Regions from separate parts of the Oryzias latipes genome. Here region 2 is linked to region 1. Evidence: chromatin contacts called from public Hi-C data. All regions are on one chromosome and are shown on one strand. The core of a region is the stretch at or near the end of the contact, and the rest is flanking DNA. Distances in the headings are between cores, read along the strand shown.

What was found. A called contact is a pair of places that touch in the nucleus more often than the background predicts.
Region 2: a contact with region 1 is called in a Hi-C map of embryo, with 3 times the contacts expected there. The contact joins the enhancer-like site here to the promoter of foxo3 in region 1. A contact is called at or near these places in 4 of 5 Hi-C or Micro-C datasets (embryo, fibroblasts and gastrula embryo).

The regions. Positions count from the first base shown.
Region 1 is chr24:7,543,817-7,547,204 of ASM223467v1, forward strand. It overlaps foxo3 (forkhead box O3), which reads left to right and starts at 1,604. Exons shown (of 2, transcript NM_001160465.1): 1 at 1,604-2,158. The coding sequence starts at 1,604.
Region 2 is chr24:7,641,569-7,645,219 of ASM223467v1, forward strand. All of the region lies in intron 2 of sesn1 (sestrin-1), which reads right to left. Among protein-coding and RNA genes, the nearest start is that of sesn1, 19 kb to the right of the region's middle. Within about 2 kb of position 2,398, at least 6 of the 8 cell types and tissues checked have an H3K27ac peak or open chromatin away from gene starts, as enhancers often do. A contact at or near this core is called in embryo and gastrula embryo, where this site is marked.

The DNA of each region.
Region 1 (3,388 bases), core at 354-2,853:
AGCATCAAATATTCAGTTTGATGTGTGTAAAGACAGAAATATGTGTGGAGCCACCGTCTCCTGCTACAAATATGACTCTGAGTAGCAATAACCTGCCTTGATGTGACTCTGTAAGCTGCAAAGCCTCTCAAAAGTTTCAACAACAAAAAAAGTAAAAGCTGATTTATTATTTTGTTGCATCATATTTTCAATCATTTTAATTTCTTTTTAAATACAGGTTGTTAGTAGTGATCAAAGTTCCTGCAAAAAGAAGATGAGACACGAGCATCCCTTCACTGTCCAGTATTTTTCCTCATATCTTTGGTTAATGCATACCTGACGTCATTTCACACTCTAAAGGGGCGTGGCCTGGACACTAGAACAACCTGGAGGGCTTATTAAGCTGCCATTGTTGTTTTTAAAACGTTATAAACTCCTTTTTTTTTTCAAACTAAAATATCTTATTTTTTTATCTCAAAACACATTTGAAGGCTTTATGTAGCATGTCTGCAATCAAACTGTGCAAATATGTGACTTTGTTTCCGTGAATTCTCCATAAATAACCACTTAAGTCATTAAAAGTCTCATTTAAAGCATTTGGATAAAGGGGTTATCTTTAATAAAGGGACAATCGACTCATTCTGGATGCAGGAAGTACTTTCATCAGCACTGAGCAGATCTATCAAGCGAACGGGTATTTTTCCCACCTCTATTCTGCAGCGGCGGCATGCATGAGTCTGCGCAGCAGCAACATGTTCGGACGTGTCCCAGCCTCCACCTGCGCCGCAGCTCTCTTTCTTCATATGTCTTTAGAAGGCGATCACATGCGCATGATTCAGGGTGGCTGGTTCTCCGACGCGTGCTGAAGCGCGTGTGCGTAAAAGCGCGTGTGCGTAAAAGCGCGTGTGTGCTCGACTCTGTGTGTGCGTGTCACCCTGCGTGCAAAGCAAATCAAGATACAGTAGTAACCTAGAGTGAAGTGGCAGCCTTATTCCACATCGACACCGACCTGCCCCCGCACACATCACATCTTTGTAGCGCAGCGCAGCGCACGAGCTCCGCAGTCAAGATGGCATCTGGACGTCTCAGTGGACAACCCGGGGTTTAGTCATTTCTATCAGTATTTGTGTTTGCTACAAGCGCACGGGGCTACAACAAGGTAATTCCTTCCAGGTGTTTGATTCTTTTGAAGGGCATTTTTGTGTGTGTGTGTGTGTGGGGGGGGGGGGGGGGGTTGTATTTCTGCAGTCTCTCCTCCTAAATCGCCAGTAGGAGGATCAGATCTTTGTACCAGGACGAATTTTTGTGCAGATCTCCCATTCAGGGGAGCAAGCAGTGTCTGAAATGAAGTGAAGCTCGGAGACAGTTTTAATGATTTTGCTGCTCTTCAGGAAGTCGTTTAGCAACGACAGGCTCTTTGTCTTGAACTTGTCCACCGAATTTCGTTCGCTCATTCTCCCTTTGTGCCCTCAACAGGCGTCAGGAGCGAAGTTGCTTTCGGTCCAGTCGGGACTTCTCTGCCGTAGAGCAGCAACAAAGGACGGGAGCGCGCATTCATGGGACTTTGACAGCTCTCCGCTTCTTGTCTTGTAAGTTTATTCGTCAGGAAAAATAAAAGGAGATTATGGCCGAGGCCCCGCTTCCCGACGCGCTACCGGACTTGGACGTGGCCATCGACCCGGACTTTGAGCCTCAAAAGCGGCCCAGATCCTGCACTTGGCCGCTTCCACGGCCGGACTCCGCTGCGGTGAAGCCGGAGAGCAACGACACAGATATTATACCGGAGGAGGAAGACGATGAGGAGGATGCTACCCCCACAGCTGCACGCGTCAACGGCTCCGTTGCAGCCGCGGAGGACCAGAGCAGCAACAGCCCCGTGGGTGATGGAGCGCTGCCTTCCCCCGGTCAAGAGAGCGGAGGCTCGCCGCTCTCCTCGCACTCCCCGGCGGCCACCTCCGGCGCCTTGACTCCCAGCGGCTTGGCTGCAGCGCAGACCCCGAGGAAGACCTCCTCCCGCCGCAACGCCTGGGGGAACCTCTCCTACGCCGACCTGATCACCCAGGCCATTGAGAGTTCGCCCGAGAAGAGGCTGACTCTGTCCCAGATTTATGACTGGATGGTGAGATCCATCCCCTACTTCAAAGACAAAGGCGACAGCAACAGCTCTGCGGGATGGAAGGTAAGCGTGGCTCCACGCAGCGCCCACCCGAGCCCCCTCCTTCCTCCATCAAAACAAAAACAAAAACGCATGTGGCTGGTAAACACCTCCTCAGAGGATGGAGATGCGCGCACAAACGCAATGTTTGCGCACACATTAGAGCATCTCATCCTCTAAATCTCAGCATCACTTGATCTTAACGACTTATCTTTTTTTCCCAGCAAACCACCCTTTTCTGCATTTGCATACAGCTTGCACCAAAACTTTGCATAGCATGTAAAGTATTGGTGCAGGCTGCTGTTTGTCTTTCCATTGGGTGGCACACATCAGAACAAATTGACATTGCAACCAGTTTGTCTGGAAACCCAGTGGCCCATATAGAGTGATGTAACGGCATCTAAAACAAAGAATGACACAGTTACATAAGGCAGTCTCAGTACAGCAGCCAGTCCAAACATGAGCTCAAGAACTGCAAGGAAAAAAAATGATATAACTCTGATGTTATGAAACAGACAAGACTTTAAAAAAAAAAAGGTTTATTGACTTTCTGGCTTTTATTGCCAAAATATTGCAGGTGTAAGGCAAAGCAGTAGTCCTTTTTCCCCATTTGTTATGTAAACCTTGGCAGGGAGCTATGAGTCTTTTAGGTCAGGTAGGCAACTGCCAAGGTTGCTTATCATGGCATGAGGGCAGTTACATAATAGCTGAGCCACCACGAGCTTGGGTGAGGTGTTAAAGGTAAAGCTTCTTTTCAAAAACCAAACGGTCATCATAACGGCATATGGGACCAGTGGATAAGAGCATGGGGGCTTGGCAAAAAAGGTCAGAGAGCAAAGATTAACACCCACCATGGGCCGACAGTCTGGTCTCAGGGGTTGGGGAGCCTTCAGGCCATATTTTGTAAGGGCTTCTCAAGTTTTGCTATTTGATATGAGTCGGTGAGGAGCAGAGAAGGTTGTGAGTGGAGCCCTCCGAGTCAAGGCCGGGTTCACCGTCACCAGGCAGGCTTGTTACTCCAGGAATTCCGGGCATGAAGGCCAGCCGGTCACTGGTGTAGTGTTACACATGGGATGTCTGTAAGTCTTCGCTGGAGCTCGCAGCCTTTGCCCTCCTCTAAGGCCTTCTTCTCTTTTCAGGACACTCTTTCCAACACAGAATTATATGAGCTTTGAATCCCAATTCTGTGTTAAGCTAAAGTGATCAACACTTCAGTGTGAAGGCCTTGTGTGCCTTCAGGTTGTGGAAAAACAC
Region 2 (3,651 bases), core at 1,148-3,647, 99 kb after region 1:
TTTCTTTTGTTTTTTATGCCAAAAAAGCATCTGTTCTTTTACATTTATCATAATAGTAACAATAACACAAATATAAATCCGTGGTGATAAAGGGGGAAGTAAGACTTTGTGGCTCCTACTGGGTTGTTGTCAGTGAGAAATTGAGCCGAATGGCTCTTTAGGTGTTGAAGGTTGCAGCCCCCTGGTCCAAACGCCCCACCTTTCACACCAACACAATCCGTCCAGCAGAACAAGCCCCTCGCAGTCATCCGAGTGGGTTTTGGGTGACACAGCCAATTCCACATGCCTCACACAGATGAATGCGCTGCTTTGAAGCAGTGGGGACAGCAGGTCCAGCCAGTGCACATCAGGGATCACAGTCCTCCCTCAAACACCAGTCAAGACCCAAAGATCATGTCTACAATCAACCCTTTTCTATTGCCAATGCAAAGATTTTTACAAGTTTCAAACAGACTGAGCTTCAGTTTGAACAAGTTTGTAGTTAACACCAATGGTTGACTTATACAAGGGTATAGATTGTTTGCATATCCATACAGATTGACCTCACTCTGTAGGAGGAAAGAAAAAAAGAACATATACGCCATATATATATATATATATGCAAACGTTATCTTCAACTGGATTTGCAGACACCCCCGTCTGTTTGTCCAAAAAAGAAGAGGAGATGTAAAGGAAGCTCAGAGTAACATGTCCCAACCTGCTTCAACATCATACTCAGCAAAAAAACAGCCTGAAGCAGTCTTATGCTTGAGGGTAACAAGAGGTTGAACAGTTCAAACACACAGCATTTTGTATTTCTACAATGAAAAACATTCCAAATGTAACCGATTATCGTCCATTTAGAAGTTTTGATTCTAAACAGATCGGCTTTTAATCTGCCTCAAATTCTCTTAGTAACACATAAAACAGCGTGACTGCGACACAGCTTAGGAGAGTCACAAGTTTTATTGATCTCTGTGGTTCACGAAGAAGCAAACAAGAAAAGAAAAGCCATGAAATAAAATATTATGGGTGTTTTGGGTGCGGTTGTTTTGCTTGGAGGATTGCTGGTGCATCTGCTTGCACTTATCCACTTTTTTTCCGAGATGCAGTCATGTTTATGTCACACATATGCTTGAGAAAATGTATGTATGCATATTTTGTAATTCTATATTATTTTAAGCCAGCCTGGAGGTGAAAACTATCATTTTGAGAAATGTTTTTGCTTAAAACAAAATGGAAGAAGTCATGTAGTGTATCAAATTTCATTTAAAAAAACTGAAAAACTGTTATTTTTCATGATTTAGTCATTTTGAAAACCCTTTCATGCTTATATTTATTTCCAATTTTAATAGAAGACTTATTTTTACAGTGTTTTTTTTATTTCTAGGTGATGCTAAATTAGTTGGAGTCCGGATTTAATGGTACGTTTGCGACATACGGCGTAAAGGCAAAAAGTTTACAGAATATGGAAATAAAAAGAATCTGTGGAGAACATCTTATCCACCAAACTGTCAGCTGATGTAATAAAAACGATGAAAACCATTAGAGTCTTCTCATGTTTTTACTGGTGTCTACATGCTGGAAAAGTCCGAATAAAATCATTATAACCCATCTGTCCCGTCCCCAAAGCAGCTTGTCCTAAATATGAGCTGATTCTGGAGGAGATCATCAGATGAGCTTGTGACACGTTCGTGCCTTTTTTAAGCTATCCTGGCTTTGTCTTGTTGTGGAAAATTACACGATGTTATCAACTTTGTGGCCACAATTTGAAACTTTTTATTTTACTTTGTTTACTCCATTGTTGCAAATAAAAAACAAATTCCACTACTATTATTTTTCATAAAAATAGTCAGAAATCCTACCAAACAAAACGACTCACACTTGTTTATCGCATCACAAACAAAAGCTCCTGTAGAGACACAGCATCCATGGGTGTCAAAAATGAAAAACATGATTGATTTAGTAGCAGCAGATGAGAGCAGAATGGAGCCTTTATGACAAGCATAGGCAGGCCTGACGGCAGCAGCATGTTGATCTGATTCAAAGATAAAAATGTTTTCTCCTCCGATCAAGGAAGTTTTCCTCTACTTCTTGGTCAAGTTTCTGGGAAAGTTCAGAAATGGTGGGTCTAAATGAGGCTCGCCTGTTTGTGATTTTAGGAAAGCCGAGCACAACCCACAAACACACATGCATAAAAAAAAAAAACACACACACATCCTAGTTTCCTAGAAGTTCCTAACAAACTTCAAGAAAGACTGTCCAGTGTGCATGCTGCCCTTTCAAATCTCCACCCTTCTGGAAATGTAAAATCCCCCAGCCGGCCATTTAGCCATCAAACCCCTCCTTCTAATGTCCCCTCCATTCACCCACCCTTTGCTTTCTGGCTGCACAAACAGATTCTAGAGGTGTGTCTGCTTTCAGCCAATAGCAGCCCTTGCCCGTGCAGCAGCACAACCAATCGGAGCAGGCGCCCGGAGCAGCCGTCTGTTAACGGCAGTTGTTGTTTTCCTGTTTGCTCTGTTTTCTCCGAGGCCTCGGAGTAATGGATAGAGGAAATAAAAGAGAAGGTCAGGTCAGGCTTTAACGGGCCCTCTTGCCTTTGGACGGGACCTACTTTTACACCATATGCAAGCATTGCACGGTTGTTTTTCAGGGACACAGATGTAGATCTGCTCACATATCCAGCAAACAGCTTACAGAAACGCAGACGAGGGGCCATTTTTATAAAGCATTCCAATTAAGTTCAAGATGCAACTCCTTAACCTCCCAGGTTATAAATAAACACTGGGGTGAGTTTTTCTTGTAATAGATTTCCCTTGATCTTCCTTGTTTACCACTTTGTTCCACAACTAAAACTACATTCAAACAAAAGTTTTTGCACCAACAAATACAAGGAAACTAAATGTAATTACCTTTAAGACTTTGAAATGACAATACAAGTACAATAAAATCATCCACAACTTGTTTTACCAACTTTTTCTTCCTCCTTTGTGTTTCCAATTTTGTGCAACAAGCATTGCACAACAATGAAACCATAATGGGGGGGGGGGGGGGGGGGGGTTATAACCACCAACTTATAAGTAAAAATCTTTGCAAAATCCAAACCTCTTTCGTAGGTTTGCAGCCATTTCTTTTAAGATTATTAAAAGTTCCCCTTTTAACTAAATTGTTTTTTAACCAAGTTTTGCCTTACAATTGTCTTGTTTTTTATCTTCTGAGTGTAAATGGAGCGCTTGGAAAGCCATCCTGACACACACTTGCCTTGAGAAATGGACAGTCACCTGTGATATTTTGCACAGATTCTTTAGTCAAACAACACCTACAGTCCTGTATTTGCTTTTTCTCAAACATACGTTACAGCAGAGCCCTGATAACCTATATTTGTACGAGAGAGAGAAAAAGAACAAAATCAGCATGAATCTCTTTAGAAATAACAGGAAACCACACAAGTCCTTCTCCAAAACACTTTCAGTCCAGAGCTGACCCTTTTTACAGACCCAGTTGGACAAAAGTGGGGTTTTGGGTGATTTTAACATGTTCTTGTGGCTTTATTCTGATGATGGAGGACATATATAAAGGAAACTGAGCTTCAAATTGTATTTTTGGGTATTTCTTTATTCAAATCAGTGAATCAGGAGCAGATGAAAAAATGTGGTTGGAAAAAGATTC